2 separate regions of the Sus scrofa genome follow, and region 1 is linked to region 2. Evidence: chromatin contacts called from public Hi-C data. All regions are on one chromosome and are shown on one strand. The core of a region is the stretch at or near the end of the contact, and the rest is flanking DNA. Distances in the headings are between cores, read along the strand shown.

Region 1 (4,085 bases), core at 1,004-3,503, 34 kb after region 2:
CAAAAGGCTGGCAATATTTCCCCAAGACAACTTCTAAATTAGTTTCGGCTGTACCTTGTTTTTTTCCTCTTAATGCAAAATGTGGTGGGTTCTTAATACAACAGAGGATCCCGGCATAGGATCATCTAGAACTTCACTGTCCCATATGGTAGCCACTAATTCCATGTGGCTATTTAAATTTACATTGAGAATCATGAAAATTAAATAAAGTCAACAATTTATTTCTTCAAACTAGGTACTTTTCAAACGCTCTGTGCCCACATGGAGCCAGTGGCTACTGTACTGAGTACAGAATATGCTACAGAATATTTCCATCCCTGCAGAAAGTTCTACTGGGCAGCACTAAACAAGTTACCACACGTTTTTACCAGTGCAGAAGCTGTCATCCAGAAATTGCCACCTGGCACAGCCCTACAGCTGGCAGAGAATCCTGCCTTTTTGGCCAGGACTCAGTTTATTATCATGGTCCATCAAGGGGCCATATTTCAAACTTGAGCCATGTGTCCAATCCAGGAACTGCTTCAGCATCCTCAGAGCTCACACAAAATTCACGTTCACTCTACACTCCTGCCTCCATCAGCAGCTGCTATATTCTCTCAGCTCTGTTCAGGGTGCCTCTCCCCTTCTCAGTCTCACTTTTTCCTACCTGTACCTGGGATGAGGCTGGGCTTGAGTGGCAAGCTTGTATTTCCTGGGTACCAGGGGGGTCACAGGATAGTCCCCTTGCCTAAAGGTTTCACTCACCCCCTCCAGAGGGACAGAGCCAGGTTACTGACTAGGAGTAACAACAGTGCTTGGAAAGACTTACATCAGTGATGCTTTCGATAATTTCAAAACCGGCCACATTCTCATCCCACTTATCTCGTAGGGTCCCAGCAAGTGGCTTTATGCAGTCCCACACCTGCTCTAGAGTCCCATTCACAATGCCTTCTCCTCGGTACCTGGAGCACAAAGAAGAATGTGTCCCCAAGGCATTAGTCAAACTTATCCTGGGATAACACAGAAAGACTAGAAGCCATCTCATCATCACTTTTTTAGACAGTCTTGCAAGAGAAGGGGCTGAGGTTTACCTGTCCTCCTCCCTCAGGCCTGCAGAAAAGGACAGACAATAAGCTTTCATAAGAAATACAGCTTGAGGAAAAGCAATTTAGTACAACATGGAAGCTTTTCTGGAAGATAACCGATAAGTTGATTCCAGGTGCTAGGGTGGACTGGGGTGTCTTGGGAAACAAACCCACAGAAACTGCAGGAAAGGGGTGGCACCTCTGACAAGCTTTGAACAAGGCATGCACTTACAGGTTCCCTGGAAACTCCACAGATGGCCTCCAGGAAACTGAAACTCCATTCTGTCAAAAGGCACAGAATCGCAGAATTTTAGAGCTAGAAGGGCTCTGGGAGATCACCTGGCCCAGTCCTGTTTCATGGAAGCAAAGTCTAGAGCCTCAGGAGATGCGAATCTCCAAGGAGACCCAAGTGATACGTGGCACCCTGGGGACCAGTCCTGGACAAAGCTGCCTCATAGGAGCACGAGATGGGTAAAGGGGGGGTCTTAAAGCTTGAAGAGCACTGGGGAGGGGGTGGTTTCAAACCACCTTAAAAGCCACCAGCATCTAGTTTCCTCGAGCAATTTAGGTCTGCTTGTTCAAAATCCTAAGTATTCGGTGAGTAGCACTATCCCCACGCCACCCTCCCGGAATCAAGAGAGGGCCGCAGGGTCTGAGGAACCGAGTAAGAGCTTGGGAGCCTGGTGCCTCGGGTTCCACTTCGAGCATTTACCAGCCAGGTGACCTTGGCCAAGTCTTTCAATGAGAGGGGCAGAAACTTACTTCCCGGCGTCATTGTGTACACAAAAGGCCCGATATATTTTTTAAGGGAACAACCCGCAGTGGAATCTCCTTCTCAATCTAGCTCAGGGGGGCGGGGAGGGGGGGTTGTATGCAAAAAACTACCGGGAGAGGAGGAGACTGGGGGCTTCTGAAACCCCGGCCCCAAGGAGCAGAGGTGCCCGGATCCCTTCCTGCCCAGCTTCTCACTCACGCCTTCCCGGCAAATCTTCCAGCCTGACTTGTCTTGCCGGTACTGGAGCATCTTCTCCGCTACCGCCTCGGTTATCTGCGCGGCCAGAGCCGGGTCCATTGCGACGAGAGCTGCGCGAGGCTGCGGAATCGCGGGTAGGGTGTGCGGGGATGGCCAGGTACCTGCCTCTGAAGCCAGGAAAACCCGGGCCCCAGGCGGAACCCAGAGCCCCGCCCATAACCCCGCCCCCGACCTAGGATTGGTCCGGGCCCTGTGACGGTTCCTGCCCGGCTCTGGGATTGGCAGGGCCGGAGATCGCCCGGCCGGGCACCAAGAGACACACAGCTGGCGGGGTGGGTCCGAGACACGCCCCTCACCGTCCTGCCCCGTCTGCCTCCAGCCTGTCCCGCCTCAGGGAGGGACGCTGGAGAGCGGGGACTCCAGAGGGCCGGCTGCTGAGAACAAAGTGGGCGGGCCAGATCAACGAGTACGTGATAGGCTTGTTTTAGGAATTTGCCTTGAATGCGCAGAGACTTTCTGCCTGGCGGGACGGTAGGAAGATTTGCATCACAAGTATCTTTCTAGGGCGGCTGTGGAGACCGGAAGCCCAGCTAGGCAGCATCAGCCTTAAGGGGAGAGACCGTGGTGACCTGTAGGGAGTGCGTGGTGGACGCGGCGAGAAGAGGACCTCTCGTAGTGTGTTTAGGAGATAGGATATAGAGATCTCCGTGCTAGACCGTGGAGGCTACGGGAGCAGGAAAGCATCCTGACTCCCACCTCCAGGCTTGAGCCACCGGTGGTTAGTTGAGATGGGGACGAGAGACAGGATTGAGGGGAAACATGATGAATTTAGTTCTGGGGAGACTCAGTTGCAGGTGCCTGAAAGACTTGTAAGTGATGTCCAGGAGACAGTGAGATACCCTAATATCTGGGAGAGCGCTGGCGTTTAGATAAGAGGTCGCTGAGCTCTGCGCATCTGGGTGGCTTCTATCTTGGGGAGTGAGTGGGGGTCACATCCCCCAGCCTCCTTTCCTCCTCTTCAGCGCTATAACCAGCTAAATATTTGAAAGGTCAACGGTGAAATCTGTATTTTCCGTATTGTGTTTATTGTTTCCTTTAAAGGTTTGAAAAAAAAAAGTAGTGTAAGGAAAATGACCACTTGAAACCTCTTTTTGGACGATTTGATGGGCTGACAGGTGTTAAGACGCCTGGATGGGACATTAGAGAATCCAAGTTCTAGACCTGGTTTCACCCACAACTCCGTGTGGTTTGGCCAAATCACTTAGCTGTTGTGCTTGGAGGCGAAATGGAACAATAATGAATGCCTCACTGTGCCATTGTGCTGGGCAAGGGAAGTAACGTGTGTGAACGTTCCTAGGAGACATTAGAGAAAAAGATCAATAACCAAGTTTAAAAAATTAAATACATCAAAATGTCACAAAACGTTAGAGCAGGGAGTTTTGTGGTGCAGGGTCCAGCGTTGTCACTGTAGTGGCTTGGGTCACTGCTGTGGCATGGGTTCAGTCCCTGGCCCAGGAAGTTCCACATGCCAAAGGCGTAGCGAAAAAAATACTAATAATGAATAAATAAATGAATAAAAGTCTGACCATAATTTGAGGGGGAAACTGGAGCATATTTTAACTAAAAGTAAGTTTTCTTAATGTACAACATGCTTTTACAAATCATTAAGGCATTTTCAAACAGCCCAACAGACGAAAAGAATGCATCAGATACGAACAGACACTTTGCAAAAAAATTAACATGACTAACAAAGGAATGAAAAGATGCAGAACTTCTCTCATAGTCAGAGAATTACAAGTGAAAAAAATTAAAACATTTTACTCCTATATGAGGGACAAGTCTGAAGAGGTTTGTTAATTCTCTGTGTTGGTGAGTGGAGAAACAGTTGTTTTTACACACTGGGTGAGCATGTAAATTTTTGCAACCTTCTGGGAGCAAAATAACATGGATGGAAATTTTAATTTACCTGTTTTTGACCCAGCCACTCCTGCATGAAGATGTGCTGGCCACCGGAAACAACCTATTATTTGCTAGTAGATTAAAGTTAC
Region 2 (4,062 bases), core at 591-3,090:
AACTGGGTGAAGTTAAATGTCAGCCACGTGCTTTTTTTTTTTTTTTTTTTTTTTCCTGCTGAGAAACATCTTGGTACCATCTGGCTAAGGTCTTAAGCTTCTAACACCATGGCCAAGCCTGGCTTTTTCAAAGGATTAGCTCAAGCAGTGCAATGATCCCTTTGGGTTGGTTGGTCTCTTAGTGTTTCCAAAATGCTCCCCCAAAGCTCAGTTCTACAGTGGGGACCTTGGGCTGGGGCACCGCTTTGTGAGCACATTTCTAACTCTTGTAGAACTTCCATCCTCAAAGACTGTTTTTTGTTTGTTTGTTTGTTTTTGTCTTTTTAGGGCCTCACTCGAGGCATATGGAGGTTCCCAGGCTAGGGGTCAAATCGGAGCTGCAGCTGCCAGCCTACAACACAGTCACAGCAATGCAGGATCCTGGCCACATCTGCAACCTACACCATAGCTCACGGCAACATTGGATCTTTAACCCACTGAGTGAGGATTCACCCCAGGGATCGAACCTGCATCCTCATGGATGCTAGTCAGATTTGCTTCCTCTGAGCAATGACGGGAACTCCCCCAAAGAATGTTCACGGACAATGTAGGTGTGGAGTCTCAGGCCCCAGATGTTTGCTGCTTCTTTTTTAGTCCCGAATGATGCATTTGTTTTCTCCTTCCTTCCTTCCTCTTGGGAGGCAGCCTGCAACCTCGTCAAATGGCCAGCCCATCATTCTGTCTGACCCTGGAATGAGCAGAACCTAGACCCACTGCAGCATAGCAAAGTACTTCCCTTGCAGACAGATTTAGATCTCCCCATTTGGATAACGTCTGACTTCTCTGGTTTTTTTTTTTTTTTTTCCTTTTCTCTGTGTTTGTCTATAACACGCTTGCTCCTTCTGCTGTGTATGTGTGTCTCTCTGGAACACTCCTTCTCAGCTTCTTGGCCTGGAAAATTCTTAGCCTTTACTCAAGAGCCAGATCAAAAGCCTTTCTCTCAGAGAGCCTTCTGGACGTTTCTGGGACAGAACCAGTGCTCGTTGTTTCCTCTGGACCCTGGCAGCGCCTCCTTCATGCTGTACGAAAACCCAGATTCTAGCCAAGCGTGATAAAGTTGGTGCCTGATGATGCTTCCCCTTAGGCTGTTTTGTGAAGGTGCCTGAGCCTGCATCCAGGCTCCGTGGGGAAAACCATCCGGCCCTAGATCGATAATGTCACTCCAGGGGCTGCAAAGGGAAGCGCTGGCCCCAGTCCAGGGTGTTGCTCATCCTTGGCAGCATGCGTTCTAAGTGAATGAATAACGAGGGACCACATAGAAAGCAGTAGGCACACACGTTCCTCTGATTGCTCGGACCCAAACTTATGAAGACTAGAAGGCAGTACTTTGCCTGCTTGTTTTCGCCCTGTCTTCTTCCCTCTGGCAATAGGTAGTTCGCCAGGATGCAGGGGTATGTGAAGCCATGACAGCCCCCTTCCCCACTCCCAAGATTCTTTCCCTAGCACAGGATGAGCCCGTGTTCTGGACCCCGGCTCCTGGGAGGCAGAGATGCTCCAGGCCTCTAGGAGGGGCCAGCTCCCCGGCTCCCCGGGTCCGTGATGCAGGCAGCGCAGTGGAACAGAGGACCCTCAGGGCTGCTGCTGGACTTCTCATCAAAGCAGCCCCACGCTGGCTCAGCAGTCCCCATCAAAGAGCGCCTTGCCTTCTCACAGCTGGAGGCTACCGTTTTGACACAGTCTCGCTTCCTGTTTACACCACAGGAAGCCAGAGAACTACTGCCACCACCACTGCCTCCGCAGGAAGACGCAGCAGGGAGATCCCCCCAGGCCTCTGCCTGCTGCCCCGGAACTGCAGTCCCACAGACACCGTACTCCGCTGAGGACCAGCCGGGGAGGAGAGGAGCCGGCCCAGGTAGGCTTTCATTGAGATCCTCCAGAGGGAAGGACCTTCTGCATGAAGGTCTGGTGGTCGTAGAAGAACCTGAGTCTGTCCAAAGCATTGTGGTGATGGGGGTTCTGCACAGACAGCTGGACATGAGCTGCTGAACAGCCAGGAGTCCCCCCAGGACAGTGGGAGTGCTAGCTAGGGTGGGAATCTCCTGTTTGGATTGGTGATGCTCTGGGGTGGGGGGATGTGTGGAGAAGCAGGCCAATCCAGATAGTTAACTGGAGGATGGAGCCTTCGGGAAAGGCCAAGACATGCCCACCCATCCTTAGTGGGCAGTTGCTGCCTCTGGGTGACCACGTTCTAGCAGGCTGCCGTCACTATTTCCAAGCCTGGAAATGCGGGGTCGGAGAGGCATGAATGAATAGTATGTTTCTGAGGGTCACCACCTCTCTGGGGGATGGAAGGGGTGTGCCCATGTGGTACCCCAGGAAATGCTGAGACAGGAGTTGAGTGGGTAGAGGTTTGCTGGAAAGAGTGTTGGATTTCGGGTCTGGAAGACCAGGGTAGGAAATCTGGCTCTGCCCTTCACGCGTGTCATTCTGGACAAGTTTCTTTATTTTTCTGAGCCTTGAGCAAGGTGTGGGGAATCAGATAGAAGCCCAACATACAGTGCGATTCCTCAAGCATGGATCGAATGCTGGCTTCGTTAGGCCCTGTGCTAGCATCTTAGGAGGGAGAGAGGGAGGACATGAGAATGAAGGAGAAAGAGAATGAGAGGAAGAAGAAAGACCAGTTCCTGCCATCAAGGCGCTCCCGCCTTCGCAGAGTAATAATTACGTAGGCTACAAACCACACACCCACCCGTTTGAGAAACACTATACGAAAAGTGAGGGTTAATGGACATTATAGTGGAACTATCTGGCACAGTTCACCCAGAGCAGGTGTCCTACTTCTGGAGGCTCCTTCCCCTCCCTTCCCTTAGTCATTCCAATTGAGGAACTAGCCAGGGAACGCCTGCCTTGGTGTTCTGCTGGCAAGAGCTCCCCACCCATTTGCAAAGGGCTTGCCTCTAGAAATCTGACTCCTGAGTCCTACAATGGCCCTGCAGCGGAGCAGTGTGTAAACACAGAGTCAGGCTGAGACGGCTGGGCTCACTGGCTAAAGCCTCAGAGTCCGTGGTAACCATCCTGACTTGGAATTGTGCAGGTCTTTTTAGAGTCTTTTTTTTTGGGGCGGGGGGGCGGCCACTTGCAGCATATGGAGGTTCCCAGGCAAGGGATCAAACTGGAGCTACGGTTGCCAGCCTATACCACAGCCACAGCAACAACAGATCTAAGCTGCATCTGTGACCTACACCAGAGCTCAGGGCAACGCTGGATCCTTAAGCCACTGAGCAAGGCCAGGGATCAAACCTGCAACCTCATGGTTCCTAGTTGGATTCGTTTCCGCTGTGCCACAACGGGAACTCCTCTTTAGGGCCTTTAAGGCTTAATGCTCTGCATGGGTTGTGTCTTTTGAGGCCTGGCACTGATCCAAGAGGCAGGAGGACTCAGCCCTCCTTAAGCTGGGTTGCGTTCTGTGTTCAAGCATCCCCAAAGTGTGGAACCAGGGCAGCCTTCTCTTAACCAGGGAGAGCGCAGACCTGGGGTGACTGAAGAGCCATAGCTCCATTTGGCTTCTTGGCTGTACAGGGCTTGGGGACCAGCCTCCCTCTGTTCCTGGGAAAGAGGCAGAGGCAGAAGCTGCTCTGTTCTGGCGTGTTCAATGCTCACTTGCAAGAAAGACCTCCAAGTGCTGCCCTCCCCCGCCCCGCCCCTGCTCCCGCCCCCCATGGTGAGGGGCTGAACTTGGCCAGATGATCTTGCCTGATGGAGCGCATTGGAATGACTGTGGAGCTGCCCCAGTGCCAATGGCCGGGTGTAGTAAGTCAGACCCCAGGGCTGGGCATCAGTATTTTCTAGATCCTCCAGATGCCAGTGTGCAGCCATGTTCAGGAATCTTGGTCACAAAGCTTCTTCCTACCTGGAACCCTTTCAGCAGCTCTTTAGTCAGGGGGGACCCTCCTTTGCTGAGCAAGCTGGTTTTTCCCCTTTGAGTGGGTTGAGTGGCAAACTCACCTGGGACCAGAGATGCTTATATGTGTGAAATGCTGTGGGGGCCAGGGGTGTAGTGGGAGGGTTGTAACTGTTTTGAGC

What was found. A called contact is a pair of places that touch in the nucleus more often than the background predicts.
Region 1: a contact with region 2 is called in a Hi-C map of liver, with 2.6 times the contacts expected there. The contact joins the promoter of STARD5 here to the promoter of IL16 in region 2. A contact is called at or near these places in 3 of 47 Hi-C or Micro-C datasets (epiblast stem cells, liver and skeletal muscle) and 1 of 2 datasets of contacts at active chromatin or transcription factors (alveolar macrophages).

Annotation. Positions count from the first base shown.
Region 1 is chr7:50,116,399-50,120,483 of Sscrofa11.1, forward strand. STARD5 (stAR-related lipid transfer protein 5) reads right to left here and starts at 2,254. Exons shown (of 6, transcript XM_003128449.4): 1 at 2,038-2,254; 2 at 1,297-1,346; 3 at 809-941. The coding sequence starts at 2,136.
Region 2 is chr7:50,083,065-50,087,126 of Sscrofa11.1, forward strand. It overlaps IL16 (interleukin 16), which reads left to right and starts at 1,841. Exons shown (of 7, transcript NM_213751.1): 1 at 1,841-1,891.